Linked DNA regions of Sus scrofa: all the other regions are linked to region 3. The links are chromatin contacts, called in public Hi-C and HiChIP or PLAC-seq maps. All regions are on one chromosome and are shown on one strand. Each heading gives the region's core, a stretch centred on a gene start, on an enhancer-like site or on the middle of the called end of the contact. The rest is flanking DNA. Distances are from core to core; before and after follow the strand shown. Region 1 holds the start of SH3BP5 (SH3 domain-binding protein 5). Region 2 has its middle 19 kb from the start of EAF1. Region 3 overlaps SH3BP5 (SH3 domain-binding protein 5).

Region 1 (2,723 bases), core at 89-2,588, 70 kb after region 3:
AAACTGACATTTTGTTTAAAAAAAAAAAAAGTGCCCAGTATGAAGTTAACTCATTTTACTCTGCAAACAAAGGATCTTGTCAACAGAATTCCCCTACCCAGAAAACAAAATTTAGTAGTTCAAACTGATTTTATTTAGAATTCCTAATGTAAAGATTTTTCCACCTGATCTTTGTCTTGCTAACCTGCCGTAACAATTCATTTAAACGCCAACAGCTGAGTTAAATGAGCTTTTAATTGATCTGCGCACTGAAAAACCAATTAGGTCTTCAGAAATCGCATCGCGTGCTGCAAAACAATATTTATTTTAAAAAATGATTTATGGAAAGAGTCTTGGAACGGAATATGCTGTGCTTTTTCCCCAGAGGGTGAAGAGGTTAAGCTGTCGCTGCTAGATCTCGGCTTGGAAACTGTCTTTTAATCATCTCCCAGAGAAATGGAGGCAAGGAAGCCAGGCCAATCCCCTCGCCTTCTCGCCACGTTAGCTTTGCGCTGTTAGCCCCCAATTTCTGTTCACTGCCGACCTCAAAAGGAGGAAACGCTGGGTTTTAAACCATTTGAGGCCAAGCGGAGGGCTGAGCCGTGGTGACAATAAACCCTTCGTCCTGCTAACAACGAATCAAAGCAAGAGGGAGAAGGCTCAGGCAGGCTCAGGCCGGGCACCTCCGCCAGGTGAGTGCTCCGAACCCCAAGCATGAGAGGCCACCCTGCTGCAGGGGCGGCGACGCCCACCGCCCCCGGCCCGCGCCCACGCGGCCCTCGGGCTCCGGGAGCCCGGCGTGGCGCCCCCGCCCCCTTTTCTCTTTGTTGCACACCCTCCCGAGCCGCCGGACACGCTGCGGCGACCCCACGGATCCTGCGGGGTAATCCCCGCGATAGAGTCAGGCCGCGTCCACGCGGGCACCGCAGCCTCCCAGGAACCGGGTGAAGCCGGGTACTCTGACTGTCTCCTCCAGCCCCGGACCTACGCGGCCACCTCTCCCGGGTGCAAGCACCGGGGACCGCGAGGCGGGCTCAGTGCCATTGCCGGGATCCACGCGCCCTACCTGTATCCGGGGGTCCACTTCTTCCTCCTCCTCCAGCCCTGGCTCCATCCCCTCCTCCTCCTCCTCCTCCTCCGAGTCCCGGGCTGGCGGCGGGAGCTCGGCCGCCTCCTCCGGCCGGCTCCGCTTCGGCGCCGCGTCCATGCGGGTGGCCGGAGAGCGAAGCGAACGGCGGACTTCGGAGCGCAGGAGTGGCGTTCGCAGGCTGGGCCGGGGCCGTCTGGCCACCGCCCGGTGCGCTCTGGAAGCGCCGCTTGCTGCCGCGGGTCCCCGGCCCCGAGCAGGAGGAAGTGGGCGCGGCCGCCCCCTGTCCGCCGCGGCAGTAAGCGCAGCGCCGCCCGCTCCGCCCCAGGCCGGCCCGCCCGCCCTGCGCGGCCCCAGCTATGGCCCCGGCACCCGGGCTCCGTCACAAAACCTCACTCCCGGAAAACCTTAGGGTCGTGAAATGGAGGAGCCCTCACCCCTTTTAACTTAGCAGCCCGGAGAGATCACAAGCTCCCCAACGTCAGCCGCCTGGTGACAAGAGTGCTTTTCTCCCTCCCTCCTCTGCCCAGGCAAACTAACTGCTTGGAAGGGAAGTTAGGGGTATTGCCACTGTCTGAAGTCACCTTTAGAAGCTGGTATTCAGTGACCCGGGACCAGTTTCAAGACTCACTCAAACTCCTGTATACACTGGAAGCGCTTTGCCCCCGTGGGTGACCTTGGGAATTGAATCCACCTGAAGATTTCCCCAGAACAGGGAACTACAACATATACTCACATAAACACAAAAGGATAAAGAGAGGAGCCAGCTGCAGCTCCATGCGTGGATTCTTGGTCCAAAGGCTGTGGCCCCCACTGGGCCAAGCTACGTGCTTTTCGATGGGTTAGGTGATCCTCCCTGAATAGCCAGGACGCATGGAAAATCCACAGATCAGTGGGTGGGTACAGCCTTCTCAAGAAGATGTGAGTGTGTGGAGTTCCCATTGTGGCTCAGTGGGTTAAGGACCTGACAGTGTCACTGTGAGGAGATAGTTTCAATCCCTGGCCTCGATCAATGAGTATGGTTCCAGCCTTGCTGCAGGCAACCATAGGTTGCAGATGCATCTCGGCTCCCACCTTGCCTGTGGCTGGTGGTGTTAGGGACCTAGCTGCAGTGCTGATTCAACCCCTAGCCCAGGAACTTCCATATACTCCAGGGGTAGCGGGAAAAAGAAAAAGAAAAAAAGATGTGAGTGTAACCCCTGTTAATGGACACACTCTGTCCAAGGATTTATGAGCTAGTAAGTTTTCCTGCCCACCCAAACAGGTAGGGAGCCAGAACTTACTTGCCTGGCAAACTCAACATCACAAAAAGCCAAAGAATAAGGGTATATCTGTGCTTTTATGAAATGTCAGATCCACTGTGATGTCAGGGGAGCAGAAAGTCAGATGACTTTAGTGAAGCAGGCAAGGACATTGCCACTGGCCATTGCTAATGTCTCCTTCACTACAAAATTGCAGGGTGTACACACTTCCTACATGGAGGCTCGTGGCCCATGGGCTCTGTGAGTTTGAAGGGAAGACTTGCTTGAGAAAGGAGCTTCTTTCTGAGAGCCTGTCATTAAAGCCAAGCTTGGAAAAACCTGCTTATAATGGTTTTCTGAAAGGCTTAGTTGGAGGGGGGTGTTTACTCTTTGGGCAGGCTTCCACCCTACACACT
Region 2 (2,700 bases), core at 61-2,560, 120 kb after region 3:
ATCAGTGGTTAACGAATCCGACTACGAACGATGAGGTTGTGGGTTCTATCCCTGGCCTTGCTCAGTTGGTTAAGGATCGGGCGTTGCTGTGAGCTGTGGTGTAGGCCTGTGGCTCCAGCTCCAATTAGACCTCTAGCCTGGCAACCTCCATATGCAGTGGGTGTGGCCCTAAAAAGACAAAAAAAAAAAAAAAAAAAGGAAGGAAATTATAACATGGATGAAATCTGAAATAAGCCAGTCACAAAAAAGACAAAAATTGTATAATTCCACTTATCTTAAGTACCTAAAGTATTCAAATTCATGGAAACAGAGAGCAGAATGGTGGTTACCAGAGGTTGGGAAAAGGGAAATGTTATTTAATGGGTAAAGAGTTTCAGTTTTGGAAGATGAAGCTCTGTTTCACAACATGAATAGTTACTTTTGAACTGCACACTTAAAAATAGTTAGGATGGTAACTTTTATGTGTGTGTGTGTTTACCATTTTAAAAAACTTTTTCCTAGATAATATGTTCATTGACTATATTCTATTTCTTTTATGATGCATCTTAGTTGGCTTAACCATTCTTCTACTGGTCATTTAGATAAAGGGTTAGCAAACTTTTTCTTAAAGGACCAGATAGTATTTGGTTTGCTGGCTGTAGTCTCTGCTGTTACAGCAAGAAAAGAGATGTAAACAATATGTACACATGGGTGGCTGTGCTTCAGTACAACTTTATCTACAAAAGTAGGAGAACAGCTGGATTTGATCCATGGGCCAGAGTTTGCTGAGCCCCTGGTTTAGACTGTTTCTAATATTTGGTATTAGAAAAATGCTGCTAATGAACCTTTGTGAAAAAGTCCATATATATAAATATCTACATGTATACGTACATACACACACACACATATTTTCTTTCCTAAGTATGTGTACACACACATACACACACACATGAACACACAGGAAAGAATTCTAAGAATTCCATACCTCTTAAGGAGAAAAATTAGAATCAAAACTGATTTTCTCCTGATGAGAGAAATCTAAACCATACCTCTAAAGGAGCTGAGTGTCAGTTCTCATCTCCACAGCCGTGCCCCAGACAAAAACATATGTGCTTCTACTGTGGACATGTAGAGAGTACTGTGGAAACACTCTCTGCAAATGAAGACAGTTGCCCCACTCAGGTTTCCCATAGCTTTTCTTCTTGTTTCTCTTTCCCCTGCTGAATTGTTTGTATTTGTTTTTCCAGCTGACTTACTTTGGTTTAATGAAGACATGGCCAGGCCTCCTTCTCAGCATACGCCTGCACTGTCCTCCCTTCCAACCCTGAACTCCGGCTACAGCGACCCCTGTGCCCAGTTGGTACCTACTGAACACCAGCTAATAACATGCCACACATCTAAGAAGGGCAGAAAGGAAAAGTGAAAAAAACAGCTAATTTTATTTTTAATGAAATACTTGGTTTCAGTAGTGGAGCCTATGTAAATTTCTGTTAAATATTCCCTCCCCAACTATAGAAAACTCGCTCCTGGAAAATACTCTCTTGGTAGACATGGTTTCTTTCACAATTTTCCCTTCCTTGATCAACAACTGTGAAATAGGGAATAACTGAATAATGTGTGAAGCAAACAAGGGACCACGCTGTGGTCCTCCTCTTGCTTTAACCCCCAGCAACCAGAAAGGCAAGTCCACAGAACCAGTTGGAGGGGTGAAGCCCTGCAGACATCTTTAGAGCCCACTGCCTGAAAACGTTGCCTTCAGAAGGCAAACTATTTGAATGTTGGATAAAAGCATGCTTGCTGTCTTATCCCTGTAGTGAGGCCAAACTCTTATGAGCTAAATTTGACTAGAAAACACATTTGTAAACATTTTCTTTGTTCTTCAAGGACAATGAACCCTCTTTAACTGCAATTAAGGGGTTGGGGGGGGGCGGCACGGTGGAGACCAGTGGGACTAGTTGGCATCTATCGCCACCTTGTGGCAGGACATCCAAATCCCGAGCCTTTCAAAGGCCCTCAGATTGAATAGGGTGGTCTTTCTGAAGAGGAGCATGGGTTAAAAATCACGGGAGAAGTTATTTTCTTGGGGAACACAGGCTGGTAGAAATAACTAGCACCTGAATGTAGCTCTTAAGTAAACAGAGCGCTTGTTTAACCCTGGCATCAGCCCTGTGCTGCAGGTAGCAGGATCTCAGCCCTAGAGATGTGAAGACTGGAGCTCCGAGAAGAAGAATGTTAGCATGGGGCAAGTCCTGGAGTTGAACCCGGATGATCATGTTCCAAATAGCACAACATAATTAGTATTATTGTATGTAGTATACACCAAAAGAAATACATAGTACCATATAGTATCATTGTGCTATACTTTGTGGTATAATATATATTCTATACCATATTTTGGTATATACCATACCACGGAGCACTGCAGTACTTATGCTATTTTCTATAGTACTGTAAACTCTCCATCTTGCTGGGCTGTGCTTTCCTGGATCCCCTGGGCACCCAACGTGCAGAAGACCTGCTCCTCTGTCTTAAGGTACACTGAGGCAGTAGGACTGAAGTCGTTTATTTCATACCCCAATCTACTGGCCCAAACCATGATGGACTATGTCACCTCATTCACTGAACTTCAAGTATATTTTACAACCAATATATTTTAAAGTGAGGTCATTGAGGGGTTACCTGGTTCCATGCCAGAGATGCGCATGTCATTAGGCCAGCTTT
Region 3 (2,791 bases), core at 134-2,633:
CTGGCTGCACACAGGCCCTCGTGCTTTCTTGGCTCCTAGTGTGCAAAACGCAGCACAGGCATTCTAAAATTAAACACTCAGAAGGCTCCAAGCCTTTAGCAATACTGCCAGTGCAGAATGAGGCAGCAGTGTCCCCCGCCTCACCCCTACCAGGCCACAGTGACCATCTCCTGTCCCAAATCCCCGACCCCACATGCAACTCCCAATCTTGGAGAAGCGCCCTGACTCCACTTCCGGCCCCCAAGGGGAAAGTCACAAGCAGATGCCTCAGTTATGTCTCCTAGGTAACCAAGCAGCCCCTGGATCTGAAGCTTGGAATCAGGCATGAACTTTGTGCCCCAAAGGAGGAAAGAAAGGTGGGGGGTAAGGGTAGGGGGTGGCATGGGGAGTCTCTGCCCAGAAGGTGGAAGCCACAAAAGGAAGCACAATGCAGATGTCTCTGCAGGCCTCCAAGCGGCCAGAATGCAAGTGCTGCCCAACTCCAAGGCACCAGGCCAGGGGTGGGGCCATTTTGCCTGGACTCCAGGCCCCTGTGCCCACCTCTGCACCATGCTCTCCAGTTTCCCACCAGCATATTCAACTCCGAGCCTCGCGTACTGATTAAGCACCTACTCTGGGCACAGAATGCACTAGAGACTAAACCCCAGGCCACAAGCTTCATGGTACAGATGCCCAGCAGCACCGCATCACTCAGGCAGCTAAGATCCAGGCTGCTGGGCCCAAGGTGGCCTGGGGGGGTGGCTTGGCAGCAGAGGTGGCACTGGGGGACTTGGTGTGAGGTCCTGGGGGAAAGGGCTGGGGGGCTTGGCCCAGCCACGTGTCCACTCTGTATGGGGATCCAGACGGGAGCAACACTGGGCTTCCTGCATCCTTCTCCACAGCTGGCAGGCACCTGGAGGAATCACTGTCCTGCACAACAGTCCTGGCCTCGCTCTTCCCAAAGAGGACTGGGTGCCAGGGAGGACCCACGAGCTCCATGCTGACCTCTGGGTGCCTCGTTCCTGGGGTTCCCCAAACGGCAGACTTGTACTCCAGCCCGTCGTTATTAGCCTCAAATGCCCAAGACCTGACCACCTGCTGCTGCCCAGTGGGAAGGTCTGAGGCCCTGGGTTTGAGGCCCGAGTGGCCAGAACAACACAGCACCATGCCCCAGGCAGGCAGTGTGCAGCGGGCCCTGTAAAGAGCATGTGGGCCAGCCGCTGCTGGTGCTTATACTCTGAAGAGCCACAGGCCTCCTCCTAGGTCAGCAGGACAGACAGAATGGGGGTCCAACACTGCTGACTGGCCCCCTCCTGGGAGCCACAGGGCAGCCCAGGCCCTCTGCTCACAGCCACACACACAAGACACTCCAACAGACACTTCCTGCCAGGATGCCAATGCGCAGGCCAGCCAGGGCGTGCCAGCCAGGCTGGGTGTCCTGCCAGCAGAAGGACCTCGACTGACCAGGAGATGTCCAGCCAGCACAGCTGCTCTGCCTCACCTTAAGCTCTCCCAGCCTCTCTCCCAACCCTGAGGCCTCCACCCTCATCCCCAATATCTCAGAGCCAGAAGCAGGGTCCTCTGCTCCCGGGAAGGCAGTGTCATGGCCTCCTTAGATTCTCGGCCCATTCAGGCTGCTTTCAGATTCTTCCTGCAGCCCTGGGCACACGGGGCCTGCGAAGGTAGCTTCTCACGGCTGCAAGGGATGGGTGGTCCATGCCCACCAGCACAGGAAACCTGGCCTGACGACTTGTGTGCATCCCAGGGCTCAGATCCAAGCCCCAGGCAGCCCCTTGTGGGGCCCAGAGAAGAGGCTGACTCCGTGTCCTTTCCTCGCTAGCAGCTGCTGGTTCCTAACAGTTCGAGCCTCCCCACCTCCAGGCTACATCATCTTCCTCTCTGCAGTCTCTCTGCGCAGACACCAGAAAAGCCAGCTTCTCCCTCCCAGGATGCCAGGGCTCTGCTCTCCCTCCCAGAGGGTGAAAAGCTATCACCTCCCTACAATGGCTGCTTTGCGGACAAACCAGGTGAAGCTGGAGGGGTGGCCTCTGCCGCCTAAAGTGCACGTGGGAGCAGCAGGGACTCCTCACCCCCCGGGAGGCCACTCCAGTGCCCCCCAAAGCCCTGCTGACCCCAGCACTGAGTGAAGAACTGTTCCTCTGTACCTTCCTGGGGCCTCCATGCAGCCTAACCACAACCCAGGGCTCTGGCATCTTTTTATGGTCTTGAGTGTGTCAACTTCAGCCTGGGTCCAAGAGGGGCTGTCACCCCAAGTCTGAGGGAACAGAACTCAGGCCTCAGGCAAAGAACCTGGAGACCCCAGAGCTCTTGCACTGTGCCTGGGTGGGGGTCATGAAGCTCAAAGCTCGGCCACTTCCTCAAGACAGCGTGTGCCTTTCCGAGCTCTGCATCTTTCTCAGACCCTCACATGGCACTTGCTTTAGGAGAAGAGGGTGAGTTGAAGCGTCTTTCACCTGGAGGAACAGGCTTCCTGGAGGATCCAGAGGTCAGCTGAGGCCGTGTTCTAGACCTTACACTGTCTTCAGCTACCAGCATTCAGGCAGCTGAATGTGCCAGGCCCACCAGCCCCGGGAACTGCTCAATCAGAGGGTGGTTCACAGCAAAGCCACACAGGGGCATCTGTACCCCCATCACATCCAGAGAGCATGCCCCCTCTAGGCTGGGTTTCTCAATGACACAGGGATGTGGCCGAGGACAGCTCTGCCACTGGCTCTCTCTCATGCTGTTTCTCCTTCTCCTTCATCAGGTCAAGGAGCAGCATCTCGGGTCCATGAAATTGGGAAGAGGAACA

The links. Hi-C and Micro-C count contacts between places; a contact is called where the count stands out from the background. HiChIP or PLAC-seq counts read pairs in DNA pulled down with a chosen protein or histone mark.
Region 1: a contact with region 3 is called in an H3K27ac HiChIP or PLAC-seq map of skeletal muscle. The contact joins the promoter of SH3BP5 here to the enhancer-like site in region 3. A contact is called at or near these places in 2 of 5 promoter capture datasets (fetal liver and liver), 19 of 47 Hi-C or Micro-C datasets (alveolar macrophages, blood, brain and 10 more) and 2 of 2 datasets of contacts at active chromatin or transcription factors (alveolar macrophages and skeletal muscle).
Region 2: a Hi-C map of skeletal muscle shows a contact between it and region 3, with 4 times the contacts expected there. The contact joins two enhancer-like sites. A contact is called at or near these places in 1 of 5 promoter capture datasets (liver), 30 of 47 Hi-C or Micro-C datasets (adipocytes, alveolar macrophages, blood and 16 more) and 2 of 2 datasets of contacts at active chromatin or transcription factors (alveolar macrophages and skeletal muscle).

What each region holds. Positions count from the first base shown.
Region 1 is chr13:2,584,263-2,586,985 of Sscrofa11.1, forward strand. It overlaps SH3BP5 (SH3 domain-binding protein 5), which reads right to left and starts at 1,339. Exons shown (of 9, transcript XM_003132063.5): 1 at 1,046-1,339. The coding sequence starts at 1,186.
Region 2 is chr13:2,634,326-2,637,025 of Sscrofa11.1, forward strand. No RefSeq gene overlaps it. Among named protein-coding and RNA genes, the nearest start is that of EAF1, 19 kb to the right of the region's middle. Within about 2 kb of position 1,311, at least 14 of the 83 cell types and tissues checked have an H3K27ac peak or open chromatin away from gene starts, as enhancers often do. A contact at or near this core is called in omental adipose tissue, retroperitoneal adipose tissue and skeletal muscle, where this site is marked.
Region 3 is chr13:2,514,593-2,517,383 of Sscrofa11.1, forward strand. The region is part of intron 4 of SH3BP5 (SH3 domain-binding protein 5); the gene reads right to left. Among named protein-coding and RNA genes, the nearest start is that of CAPN7, 64 kb to the left of the region's middle. Within about 2 kb of position 1,384, at least 19 of the 83 cell types and tissues checked have an H3K27ac peak or open chromatin away from gene starts, as enhancers often do. A contact at or near this core is called in mesenteric adipose tissue, omental adipose tissue, retroperitoneal adipose tissue and 2 more, where this site is marked.